Regions from separate parts of the Gossypium hirsutum genome. Here region 1 is linked to region 2. A link is a contact called in public Hi-C data. All regions are on one chromosome and are shown on one strand. The core of a region is the stretch at or near the end of the contact, and the rest is flanking DNA. Distances in the headings are between cores, read along the strand shown.

Region 1 (7,342 bases), core at 2,997-5,496, 420 kb before region 2:
GCTTTAACTGTCGAGAAGAATAAGAAATCACCTTGCCTTCTTACATCAAAACACAACCTAATCTACTGAGCGAAGCATCACTGTAAACAAAAAATTCTTTTCCAGAATCTGGTTGCGTAAACATGGGGGCTTCTGTTAGCATTACTTTTAGCTGATCAAAACTTTGCTGACACTTTTCAAACCAGACAAATTTAATCTCTTTCTATAATAGCTTAGTCAACAGTAACAAAACCATTGAAAATCCCTTGACAAACCGCCTGTAATATCCAACTAAACCCAGGAAACTCCTCACTTCACTGAAATTCTTCAGAGGTTTCCAATTCAAGACTGTAGAAATTTTGTTTGGATCAACACGAATACCATCCGTAGAGATTACATGACCAAAGAATCCAACTTCTCGAAGCCACAATTCTCATTTATAGAACTTTTCATACAATTATTTTTCTTGTAATTTTTCCAACACAGTTCGCAGGTGTTGGGCATGCTCAACTTCATTCTTCGAATAAATCAAAATATCATCAATGAACACTACTACAAATTGATCTAAGAATGGTTGAAATACCCTTTTCATTAGATCCATAAACGCAACAAAGGCGTTGGTCAAACTAAACGCCATTACTAGGAATTCATAGTGTCCATATTAGGTTTGAAAAAAAAATCTGATACATCTTATTCCTTGACTCGCAATTGATAATATCCTGATCGAAGATCAATTTTCGAGAATACAATGGCTCATTTCAACTAATCAAATAGGTCATCAATGTGCGGCAAAGGGTATTTGTTATTTATGGTGACCTTGTTCAACTATCGATAATCAATGCACAATCACAATGTTCCATCCTTCTTTTTAACAAACAAAACCAGTGCACCCCACGGTGATATGCCTGGTCTGATGAATCTGTAATTAATCAGTTCTTGCAACTAAGCTTTCAACTCTTTCAATTCTGTCGAAGTCATTCTGTACTGAACAATTGAAATTAGAGTAGTTCCAGGGATTAATTCAATTACAAATTCCACTTCTCTTTTTGGTGTTAACCCTGGTAATTATTTAGGGAATATATCTACAAATTCTCCACAGTCGAGACTTGCTCAATTTTTGTTCTTACCACTCTCGTGTCGAGTACATAAGCTAAATATGCTTCACATCCTGTTCTGAACACCTTTTAAGCTATCAAAGTTATTATAATATTGGTAAAACAATCCAACCGATCGAGTTCAACATTAATAAATTCGTCGTTTTGACATTTCAACACAATCCACTTCTGTTTACAGTTAACAATGACATTATGTACGGTCAACTAATTCATACCAAGGATGACATCAAACTCGTCAAAGGATAATAACATTAAATCAGCAAGAAATTCATAACCCCGTATTTTCAGTAGACACTTTCACATATCTTATTAACTACTATGCACTGACTTAAAGGGTTTGATACTCTAGTATCAAACTCAGTCAACTTTACTGGCATATTTTTCTTAATTATTAATGCAATGCATATATACGAATACGTTGATCTAGGATCGGTTAAAGCACAAACAGTAGCATCAAAAAGGGAAATTGTACCAATAATCACATCATGAGCAGCAACCTCTTCTCTGGCCCGAATCGCGTAAGCTTGGGCTGGCGCGTGACCTTTTGATCTTGTAGTCACCTTGTGTGTTGTGCTGCGACTAGCTCCCACATTATTTCTATGTCCCTATTTCCTGCCTCTTTGTGAAATGGTCGTTGGTTTGGTAACTTGTTCTAAACTAATTTCAATCTTATGTGGGCAATCCCTCAGATAATGCTTCGTTAAACCATATAAAAAATAAAACCCACTCTTCAATCCACATTCACCAAAATGGTTTTTACCGCAATGTTCACATACGGGCTTATCCACATTCCAGATACTACCTACATTGGTGACAGATGTAGTCTGAGGTCTCGAATTATTATATCGTGATCGATCTATCTCTGCATATCTAGAAGGAGGCATGAACCTATTTGGAACAACTTTAGACTTTTTCGGTAGAATGAGAAAAGATCTAGACGTACTCAGCTTGCCTGAATCTCAATGTTTCATTTCAACTTGCTTCTTTACGTTGCATATAGCTTCTATTTTCTCTGCTCTATCATCCAAAGTAACAAATTCCTTAGTTTCAAGAGCTCCAACCAACATTTGAATTTCTTCATTCAAACCCCAATCAAAGTGAGTGTAAATTTAAGCTTTTGTGGGAACTATTTATCGAGTATATGTACTGTCGAACAAATTCTCTCTCATACTTAGCGATTGAGTTGTTTCTTTGTTTTAACTCGAGAAACTATCTCTTCTTCTTTTCCAAATACCACGAACTAATATATTTCTTTCGAAATTTAGTTTGGAAAAAATCTCAGTTTCCTTTTTTTTAGAACCATTATGATCAGTGTAGTCCACCATTGATATGCCTCATCTTTCAATAACGAGACGACACACCTCAAATAGTCATTTGGGAAATAGATCATCTCATCGGAAACTCATTGTGTGTTTTCAAATCAATACTCAGTTTTAGCTGGATCATCATATCATTTCCCTTAGAATTTCTTAGCTCCACATTTTTAGATTTTATCGATTGAGGGTCTGTGAACATTTACCAATTTAAACCTTGAGGACGGGAGGGTGTTGAGAGTGGCACAGTAGGGGGTGGAGGTTGCAGATCCACTGGGTGAGTTCACAGGAAATCCGAATACCACTCATTCATCATTTGAAAGAAGGCACCACGCGCCTCACTTCCATGCCTTTGAGTCGAGGGTGCACCTTAAGAAGCTCATTGCTTGGGATTTGGAACATTACTATCTACTTTATTAGGTGCAGCATGATTAAACTCAGCCAAAATCTTTTATCTATATGAAAAACCAAAATCAAATTGGATCTGAAGGTATCACATAATCATCCTTTATAAGTGACATGTATTTCTAGACTCATACGTGCTATGTTTCAGTCTTAGAATCCACTAAACCGTAGCTCTGATACCACTAAATGTAACACTCATAATCCGATCCTGTCATCGAACCCAAGCTATAAGATATTACCAAGTAGTGAGTTAGGTCGTGACCTTTAATCAATCAACATTGCGATCTCCAGCCTTATTGACCTTATGCTATCTCAATCCCTTACATCGTGGCATGACTCTCTATTCAAGAACCTTCAAATCGTTGTGCACTTTAGCATTCTACACACCTACACATTCACAAGTGCACCTTTAAGCATAATCTATTAACAAAAGTCTAGAATAAGATCAAAATGCTAAAAATGACACAAAAAACAAACATACCTAGAAATGACCTAAAACACAATTTAATCCTAAAACGACTTGATTTTACTCAAAAGTGAACTAAAATAAGCGTAAAAGGACTATGATTGTATACACCTAATTACACCTATCAATTACAATATTTCTCTTAAACAACTTTGTAAACCTAATGTCTAAAATAAACTAATATGTAACCATTAAAGAAGTCTATATATTCAAAATAAAAAGCTTAGATCATTTATACAATGATGGCTTATTTCGCATATAAGCTAACATCAATGTTGTAAAAACTAGACTGGATGTTAAATTGATCGAATAAGACCTCTGATTCTAATTTAACCATACGATTCAATCACATTGAAAAATTAAAGGAAACAAATTAATATTTATTAAAAATCCATAGAAATTCAAAAAAATATTACTTTTTTTTAAAAAAAAGAAAAAGTATATATAAAAAATCAAAGATAAAAATGAACTAAAAAATAATGAAAAAGATCAAATTTTTTAAAAATAAAAATAATAAAAATAAGAAAAATATGATTTTCTTATTTTTTTCTCAAACTTCAATTTTCAAAACTACATGCATATTGTAGTTTAACATATTAATCGGATTGATAGACGTAAAGTTGGTTAGTAAAAGGGAGCAGCAACTTTAGAGTGTTGAGGAAAAAGCAAATGGACAAGAAGAGCCTCCAAAGTAGGATTTTGAGTGAAAACAATGGAAGTTTGTGTATGTTGAGAAGCAAGTCCGATATAGCACTATTGATTGGCATATTATTATGTCAATGTATTTATCTGGTAAACAAAAAGAAAAAAAGTTTCACCAAGATTGAATATCATGTAACTGGTCAAATTCCCTCGCCCCAAACTCTCCTCCACCGAGCCCAATAATGCCCAGTGTAAATAAAGCCCTAACTCAAAAACTCTGTTTCAATCCTCAAATCGAATCCATGTCTGTAGGGTATTGGGCCTAGAACTCCATATGCCCCCTTCCGTTTCTCTTGTTCCTTCTGTCTCTCTTCTTCCATTTTCATTTCAACCGTTTCTTTTTCTCTGCTACTCATCACTTTCCATTTTCCTTTCTTCTTCTGTTTTTTTTTCTTCTCTTTGATCTATTCTACACCCGGCACCGTTGCATTACTCTTAATTTGTTTGGTTCTGCTACCCAGTGCATACATTAGGCTTTTAGGGTTTCTCTGATAACATTTTCTTTGGATTTTGTTTTGTGTTTTCGCAGCTTATACTTGCTGCTGAGTTATAAATTTGTATAATCTAATATCAGGGAAGAATAATTGGTGCGGAATGAACAACTCCAGGGAAAATTCTCCAGACTGGCTGCGCTCTTTTCAGGTATATTTACGCTGCTTTCTTTAGCTTCTAAAATGTTTTTATTTGTTTGACACTCTGCACCATGCTTTTTCCCCATTATTTTCATGGCTAAAGTTTGAGGTTTAATCAGATTGTTCTCTTTTCTTTTTTTAACCGTATAGCAGTTAGCCAGCTCTTGCACCTTTACATTGTTTTCTTACTGGTTTGCGAGAATTTGCTTTGTTTTTAGGCACCAACTTCTACGCTGACATTATCTTCGGATTCCAATTCTTCGCCAAATGGTAGCCCGCGTAGGGTTGATAAAACTGATGCTGATGAAGAAGATACATTGGAAAAGAGAAACCACGATAAAGTAAAGCAAAAGCCTTCTGGAAAGAAGAAAAACGACGCCTTCAAGGACTCTGAAGGTTGAAAAGGAGTAATTCTCCTTGATAGTTAGGAACTGACGCAAGGGTTGTTTCCAAATAACTGAAATGATGCTTTAATGAATTGTTAAAAGTATATAATATTTCAGAAGGACTCTGAAGGTAGAAAAGGAGTAATTCTCCTATGATAGTTAGGAACTGACGCAAGGGTTGTTTCCAAATAACTGAAATGATGCTTTAATGAATTGTTCAAAGTATATAATATTTCAGCTTCTGATTTCTGAACCCTTTCTTTGATTTTGACCTCGTTATTTACAACTTGTGCAATATGAACTTTTAGCAATGATGCAGGGAGTGAGGAGGATGGAAAGGTTGCTACGGAAGAAATGTCTGAGAATCACTTGGGATCTCATGTACGGTATCACATTATATTGCCTTGGGATTGCTTAAATCAGGGTTCTCCTTTATTATTGCATTTCATGGTTCATCAAAAATGTCATCAAACTTAAAAAATTGATTTTAGACATCGTTTTGGAATTTATGAAAATAAAGACATTTTGCTTTGGAAAGAATCATTTCATCGTAGAACAAAACCATTTTCATTTATTTAACAGTATGATAAAAGTTTAATGTAAATTTTACTTCATATGTTTGAGACATTTACTACAGAAAGATATCCAACGTGGTATGAATCTGATTAGATTGGAGGACCACCGTTAATATTGATGCTGATGAAAGTGGTTAGATGTTGAACAGGCAGCAAATCATTTGATTTGGACGTTATCATCCGATTCTGAGTCTTTTCCTGGCCATTCTCCTCAAAGGAAGGAGAAAGTGTCTCTATCTCAAGAGAGTGGAGAGGCAAGTGATCCAGTTCTGACTGGCAGGGCCAACAGGTCTCCACTAAAGAAGACTTCTAAAGGAAAATCTCCAAAGAAGGGGGTAAAAGCAAGGGGTCAGACTCCCAAAAAGGAGAAGAATGTGAAAGATGATGCGAAGATAACAGGTATGATACTGAATTTGTAATGTAAAGTTTGATTTTAACGTTTATTGGGTTTGGCTAGCTTAAAACATTCAATAGCTGATGCAAAGGATACTATGTGATAAAGCTACCTAATTTATTTCATGCAATGTTGGGTTATGTTAACAGAAAATGATGTTAATGTGGAAACTGCCGAGGAGGCATTTGAAAAGCACATTGAACCTCATGTAAGACCATTGGTAGAAACTATGTTATTTCCTTTTTGTCATCTGGGCCTCGTCACTTAATTATTCAAATTTTACGATATGTAGGTTTCTACCTCAAGGTTGCCTTTGGTGCTGTCTGAGAAAGTTCACCGCTCAAAGGTAGGATACATTTTGTCATAGTTATAGCTTATTTGCAACCAAGTTCACTAGAGACTAGGCTGTGAGTTTCAAAAAGGGTTATATTGGTGATGAACTGCATTTAGTTGCTTGTAATTGTTGTGAAGTTCAACCTTTATATTGTGCAGGAAATCATTAAGGAAGATGTGATTGCTCCTAGGATTATAATCAGAAATAATCTAAGATTATTAATTTAGTTACTTTCTTAGTCACTAAAGCTCTACAAACAACCTGAGAGAACCTAGAAACCAATCTTAACTTGTATATTTGGTTTCTTCAAAAATAGAAAAAAGAAGAAGGGAAAATCCTGTTACATTTGGTCTCTCTACTTGTGGACTTTTAAGGATTTAGGTTTAGCTTCATGCTTTATTTTAATTCAAAATCTAAGGGTGGGTGTGGATGGGCGATTGGGTGCGGTACGGTGCGTTTTGCTTACTTTTTGTCTCACGCTACGGTATCTAATTTCACTGCCATTGCTGTTTTTACACGAACTACAAATAAACGCACCGCCCATCCAAACTTACTCTAAATTCCTTTAGGTTTGGTTTGATTTTTTATTTATATAATTGTATGCTAAAATGGAAAGCCTCCAATAAACAAAATATATTTGTGTTAAGGAGATCTTAGATCCTCTGGACTTAATAAATTCTATGTGATCACGTCTACCGTGAAAAGAAGCCAACCAGTCATTAACAAGAATTTTGTGGTTTGTGCAGGCACTTGTTGAGTGTGAAGGGGATTCCATAGATTTGAGTGGCGATATGGGGGCTGTTGGTCGAATTGTAGTTTCTGGTTCTGCATCTGAAAATCATGAGATGTTCTTAGACTTAAAAGGCATGTGTTGTTTGAATGCTTTTGATAGGTTTAGATGATGTAACTGTTTATCTTATATTTGAACTTTTAAGCTATCATCTCTGAATGGTTGGTGAGTTACTGACAATGGGAGGGTAAAAGACAGACATGCAGACATGGATGCATGCCTATATAACTTGGACTTGTTTTGCACTCGAA
Region 2 (6,944 bases), core at 1,627-4,126:
CCAAGCTTTGTCCGGATTTGGATGGTGTTGACCTATTGGCAACTGAAGTAAAGGACAACTCTACTCTAGGCCTGTCATCTCAAGACTCCATTGTACAAGGAATAGCCTGCCAGACAGAAGATGGTGAAGCCTCTGTAATGGCTAGGTTTCAAATTCTGAAAAATCGCGACTTTGACAATTTGGATCCAAATGAGGTGGAAAGGAAACTACTTCCAGAGGTTGTTGATCTTCCATTTGCAGGAATGACAAAGCAAATACCCATTGATAAAGACATATCAGAGGATGTAACATCGGGTGTTAACCTAGAACCTGTTTCACAGCATCATGTGACCAACCAAGCAGGAGAAGAGCTAGTTGTCCAGCATGACTTCATGATACAGTCTCCTGGAAACCATTCCTCTTCAGGTAGGTATGACAATTGTTCTTCAGACTGGGAACATGTATTGAAGGAGGAGTTTTCAGGACAAAACAGTTGAATCAAAACTCGATCGAAGTTGTTATCCTGTGGTGAATAATACTTTGTTCTCATAAACATATCTGTAAGTGTGTGGAACTCCAACTCTGAGTTGCTCAGAACATACTGCTCTCCAACCTTGTAAAAGAGCTGTTAAAAACTTACTTCGGATAAACTTGTTATACATCTTTCTATTCTTGTTTGACTCTTTAAAGGTTTTTAATCCTTGTTGGTTATCTTTCAATTATAGTTTTGTGGCTGCTAAATATTGGGTATTGGTCTACTGAAAATCAGAAACTACATAGGTTTCCGCTAGGCATTTAGATATCAGCTGCTGTGCATGCATAGTGTAGCGGGAACCGAAGCTGATGTTATGACATTACCCTGTCAAAATCAAACTGCATAAATCTTAGTGGTGCATGAAATTTAAACTATATGAAAATGGACATATTTGTTTCAACACACTAGGTTTTTTCGTTTCTTTTTGAATTATAATAATCTAGCTTGAGGTAGAAAACATGAAAGAATGATGGGTTGTTTCTATAGTTTAAAATAATTTACTATTTTGGAGGTCAGCCACTATTGGCTATTAAGATCCCTTGGATTGGCATGAGAGATGATCCTCAGATTCATGATAGAAGACCTTTCATTATCCAAGCTAACAGCGGTGTGCAATGGCCTTTTTTTTTTTTGTTTGGTCAAATTATACAGATGGCCTTGTACTATCCGTTTTCATTAGTATAATTTGATTATTTTAGTCCCTCTACTTTTCATTCAAGTAAAATATCAAAAATCATAACTAATAAAAGTTATTAGCTTATTACCCAAAATTAAGAAGCTAAACATTAATTCGTTTCTCATCATCAAATCATATAAAAATTCTGTTGTTGCATATTCTGAAGGGCCAAAAATAAGTTGAATCAAATTGCAAAATTTTGTTACACCAAGGGTAAAGAAGCAATCAGTCACATGGAAGCTGATAATGAACAGGGAGAAAATTTAAAATCAGAAAAAGATATTAAAGATGACCTAGCTCAACTGCTGCAACTACTGCAACTACTAGAATGTTGATACTAATTCCGAACTTCAGCAACCTCATCGACAGCCTGAGAGAATGCACTGCAAGACAGGAAAAACAACTTAAGTGGTAAGTTCCATAATAGCACTAACAATGTCCCCCTTGTGAGTCTTGAGAGCCTTGACAGCCTTGCTCCTCGACACCCCAGCCTGTGTCATGACCAAGTCAATGTCCCTTTGCTCTACTCCAGTCTCGTCGATTTCTTCCTCTTCCTCATCCGCTGCTGTTCCAGCTGCTGCTGCAGAGGTGTCTGATTTTGCCATCACAGAGGCCAAGCCCGGCATCCTGAACTGCTGAGCAGCTTGGGTCTGTAGCTGAGAACTCAAATCCTCTATCTTAGCCTCGCCGAAGATGACATACGTCTCAGAATTCGGGCTCTTGAAGACATCAGGTTTGGAGATGAAAAACAATATCTGAATCCAAGATAAACTGGGTCATAGTACCATTCATTAATCCGTTCATCAAGTAAGCTCAACTGGTTTAAAAGAAAATGACAGAAACCATACATTCTTGGTTCTTTTGATGGTGACCCTGCTTACATCAGTAACAGGCTTCATCCCCAGCTTTAACATTGCCTTCCGGCTCTTCTTCTCGCTTCTGCTTTGCTTTGAACTGGCATTAGCACCTGCAACATATATTTCAATCAAACTATAAAAGTTGCTCTATAGAAATATCCACACAACTAACTTTAGATGAGACAATTAGATAAAAAAGATTTGAAATAACACCAAGTACATCAAAAAGTAATAAAAATTCCAAAAAAAAAAGATTAAGCAAAGCTTCTCTTAATTCATAAAGCATCACTAAAATCATTAGGAAATATAAATAATAATAAGAGAGAAGGAGAGAAACCCTGAGCACTATCTTCCTTATCATCGTCATCCTCCTCCTCCTCCTCCTCCTCCTCGTCATCTTCTATCTCAATTTCCTTGACGTCCTCAACCACAGCCTCCTCCTCCTCGCTCTGCAAATGATACAATATTAACTCTCAAAAAGAGAGAGGGAGTGAGAAAGAATTAAAGAAGAGAAAGAATGAGGCGGAACCAAAGGCTTCTTCTGGGGTTCCTCAGCGGAAGGATTAGGAAGGAGTTCAGTGTCAGGGAGGGCTGCTTCAACCACGGGACCTGGCGACATTCTTATGGTTGCTGGATAGGGTTTAAGCTGGATAGAAAGCAAGGGGGATAAAGAATGAATAATGCTTAGTGCGGACACTCATAAGTAACGACTTCTGATATTATGCGGGGTTTAGTTTCTTGTTTAACATATATTGGGCTGCACTTAAGGCCCGTTTTCAGGATCTCTCTTGTCTGCCGTGCACTTCCCACCCAAAATGTAACATAACCCACCACACCCTCGTCAATGCCTTGTATTCTATATATCGCTAAGTAGAGGTGTCCATTGGCCGGGCAGAACCCATAAAAAATTTCAGCCCGTTTACCAGGCCCGGGCCCGTTCCGGCCCGAAATATGGGCCTGAGATTTTGCCCAGGCCTGGCCTGGGAAAAAAATGGGGCCCGAGCCCGGCCCGGCTCGACCTGTTTTGCATTAAAATTAAAATTATTTTTTAATAAAATTAAAACTAATTGTTATTAAAATTAATTTTTAGTAAAATTATCAAATTATTAATTGTTAATTGTATTAATTGTTGTAATAAAATCTAACATTTGATTAGTAAATTTATCAAATTATTAATTGTATTAATTGTTAATTGTATTAATTGTATGGAACAAAAAATGAATAAGAATTGAATGGAACAAAAACATTTATTAGATTTCAAATTTATATATAAACAATAGGAAAATTATTAAATATATAATATAAGCCTAAACTAGAAACATCCTTTGCGTTTAAACAATTGACTGAGATAGTCATACTTATTCTATAAGCTAAATTACATATGTACCAAAAAATAAATTAATGAAATTCAAACTGCATAAATCCAATCCAAAATCTTAAATAGAAGCATCTTTATTTCTCAATCCCATTATTTTCCTACTAGTAGATAAGCAAGTTTAGCTTACGGGAAAATCTGCTAATCTGCAAAATGTTGTACAAAGTAAAATAAAGGAAAATCAAATTAAATTAAATTGTAAAAAGAAAATGTAAATGAAAGCTTACAGGAAAGGAAGCTAAGGTAAGCCAAATCGATTTCAATGTCGATTGTTTCTGCAATAAAACAAAGCAAAAAAAAAAAAAGATGAGATTAAATGAATAAACTAAGCTTGTGATCTTAGTAAACATTATAATAAATTCATTAAACTTGAGTCCCATGCAATTTCAAAATTCTGAGAACTTTATTTCCAGATATAAACATATAAACAAACATTTACCACTTAATTATTTGATTGAATCATAGATTAACAGAAAGCTAATTGACAAATTTCATATAAACTTTTATTATAGATTAACAGACAGAAATGGAAAGGAATATATATATATTTCAACAACACTTTTATTATACACTTCTATAAACTTAGACAGAAACAAACAGAAAATAAGACCTTTATAATGGAAAAATCTTCATAATTGAATTAAACCCAAAAGTTGGGGCATGATATGGGAATGTAACCATTCTTAATTTCAACCAGAATATTGTACACAAAATACATGCAGAGCATTGGCACATGTTATCTGCATATGTTACCCTATTTAAAGGAATAAACTAAACCCAATTCGCAATTCAAGAGGCCAAAAAGCTAACCTCTAACGTGAATTCAATCTGTAATTAATTTCACAGAACTTGCTTTATCTAATTTAACATTCTTATATGTCGATGTGGTATAGTTCTAGAATAGTCAACATTGGTTAACATTCAGCAAAAGGATGCCCCAAATGAAGTGTGTGTAACTTCAGTAGAAAGAAGTTGAAAGAAAACTGCAATTAGAAATGAAGTAAGAATGTTAGATTAGATTTCCATTTTTAATTCAAACTGTTTCTAAGAAAAAGGAAGAATTGTATTAAATATCCTCCATTGACATGAATCACTACTGACTCTACCCTCTAATATTTTCATAGTATCAACCACTAAATACATGCATAAAACAAAAATTAAGTAAACAAAACACATCATGCCTGTATGTTTTGTAACTAAAATTAAGCGAATCATCTTGAGAGGTAAAAGAGTAGGTAATCTGCAGAAAGTGGGAACTTAGCATTATCTACTCTTGATTTTAGTCTGCATTTCAGGTAAGGTTTTTGATGCTTTAATGCGTTTTATTTTACATTTGGTATTTATGTTATTGCTATTTTGATGCATAAATTCATTGAAAGAACAGTTGTTTTTAATAAAGAGAATGAAAACGAGGAAACCGAAGAAGATGAGCAAACCCGTACCTGTACCAAACTCCTCGTTCTTGTATGCTTGCTTCTACTTGGCGATTCGGGAATAAACAAACCGACCGGAGGTGGATCGGTGGAGGTCTTGATGGTGGAGGTGGATCGGTACTAGAAGACTCTGTCGATTTTGGAAATGGGAAAAAAGGGGAGGAAGGCACAGCCGCACAGCACAATAGATAGGGTTAGGGATTTTGTCTCTATCAGTGTCAAGGAAATGAAAGTAAATGAAAGTAAATGAAAAACTATTATATTTTAAAAATAAAAAATAAAAACATATTTAATATATTTTCGGGCCGGGCCAAAAAAATTTTGCCTGAAACGGGCCTAAATTTTTACCCAAGCCCATATTTCGGGCGGGCCGTCAGGCCGGGCTGGGCCGCTCGGCCCATGGACAGGTCTATCGCTAAGAATATAAGAGTCTTTTTCAATTTTCCCTCAAACTAGAAATTAAGCCTTTACTATTAGGAATAAATATTAAAATTATACATTAATTTTGATCCAATATGCAATGCTATACCTAAATTTTGATTTGATTCAATTTTCACAAATAATTTATAACATTATTAAATTAGCACCATTTTACATTGGTATATTGCATACAAAAATATTTATATTAATCCAATATGGCAATAGATGTATATATTCATTTCTTCAAATGTGTATAGTTGAACCAAAATCAAAGTTGCATTTATACATATGAACAACAATTCAAGTTTCATATATATACTTGTGTCACGGGTCGCGGTTCAAAGCCAGTGACCATTGCACAAAGAACATTCCATGGAGGTCAATCTATTAAATGGGGCTCATTTGACTCACATGAATTGGCTCGATTCGAAGAACAAGTGACAAAGTCCATCTACCTGAAGCTTTGGTGGCCTAGTTAAACACTAAGGGAAATTTAAGGCTATCATTGTAAATAGGGAAAGTAATCATAGAAGATTTGTAATCTAATAAGATTTGATTTTATAATCTTGGAGATTATATAAATCCCTTAATTGTAGATATGTTTCGATCTCGTCCGTCAATGTAAAGCTAGTTGTACCTTTGGATTTGGGGGAGCTCAACTATAAATAGAGGGTCTCTCCCTCATTTGTAATCATCCATTATACCATATTCTTTGAGTTAAAGAATATATTAAGAGCATTTACTCAAACACTTGGTATGCTTTGCTTTTTTGCGACTATTTGGTTCTTTCAAGCTTTCTTTTGTCTTTGAGTTGCTTCTGTTCTATTTCCGATGCCTTAAGAGAATTTCTACCGATAATTTTTACTTTACAAGAGTTAGGTTGACTTAGGCACATTTGAAGTGAAGAAATCGTTTAAATCTACACGAATTACGAGATGAAAGGTCTATCCCCATTATAGTTAGTACCCGATCCAAGGTTGTGAAGGCATCGGTCGATATGACGAAAGAAGTTACCGATTAGACTGAGCTGATGGAGACCTGTGGGATGGCTAGGAAAACAAGTCGATCGAGGGACATGTTGTTAGGTTTGGAAGGACGAGTGGTCAATCTTGAGAAGTCCGTGGGGGATATGATGTAACACCCTAAAATAGGGCCTAGGATTTTTAGGGGTAATTTAGAAATTTTAACCTTAGAGTGATCGGAATTTTGTGACATGAATTATTGGTAATAAGTTTTTTACTATGGTTTTTAGAAAATTAAATCAATTTCTGAAAATGAGTTTTAAATACCTTTAATTTCGAAAATAGGATTGATTTGTAAAAGAGTAAAAATTTAGAGTTTTTAAAAGGCAATTAAATCAATTTTTAATTTTCACCCTATTTCCCCCTTTATATTCACAAAACCCATGTTAGTCTTCTCCATCCTTTGTGGTTGCCGTCCCTTGTTTTCCAATATCTTCTTATTCAAGTTTTGATTCTCAAACTCTAATATTTTTATTTCTATCATCACCCAAGCCTTAAACCTCCATTAAATACTAAGAAAAACACTCAAAATCACCATAGTTTTCTCCATTATCAAGCTTTCGAGTTTTTTGGGTTTTCGCACAAACTTTAGGATTTTCGTCAACTAAGGTAACGGTTCAATTCCTTAGGATTTTCTAATGTTATAT

The links. Hi-C and Micro-C count contacts between places; a contact is called where the count stands out from the background.
Region 1: a contact with region 2 is called in a Hi-C map of leaf, with 2.9 times the contacts expected there. The contact joins the promoter of LOC107912226 here to the promoter of LOC107909343 in region 2. A contact is called at or near these places in 5 of 34 Hi-C or Micro-C datasets (hypocotyl, leaf and petal).

Annotation. Positions count from the first base shown.
Region 1 is chrD08:38,886,799-38,894,140 of Gossypium_hirsutum_v2.1, reverse strand. LOC107912226 (DNA-binding protein BIN4) reads left to right here and starts at 4,246. Exons shown (of 12, transcript XM_016840311.2): 1 at 4,246-4,622; 2 at 4,831-5,008; 3 at 5,318-5,379; 4 at 5,723-5,972; 5 at 6,117-6,175; 6 at 6,260-6,313; 7 at 7,048-7,165. The coding sequence starts at 4,575.
Region 2 is chrD08:38,465,844-38,472,787 of Gossypium_hirsutum_v2.1, reverse strand. LOC107909343 (nascent polypeptide-associated complex subunit alpha-like protein 2) reads right to left here and starts at 2,876. Exons shown (of 4, transcript XM_016836829.2): 1 at 2,577-2,876; 2 at 2,385-2,496; 3 at 2,039-2,157; 4 at 1,352-1,945. The coding sequence starts at 2,666. The coding sequence ends at 1,595. It overlaps LOC107918131 (a long non-coding RNA gene), which reads right to left and starts at 5,090. Exons shown (of 3, transcript XR_001689938.2): 1 at 4,865-5,090; 2 at 3,650-3,697; 3 at 3,276-3,568. It overlaps LOC107909329, which reads left to right. Exons shown (of 7, transcript XM_016836818.2): 7 at 1-698. The coding sequence ends at 476.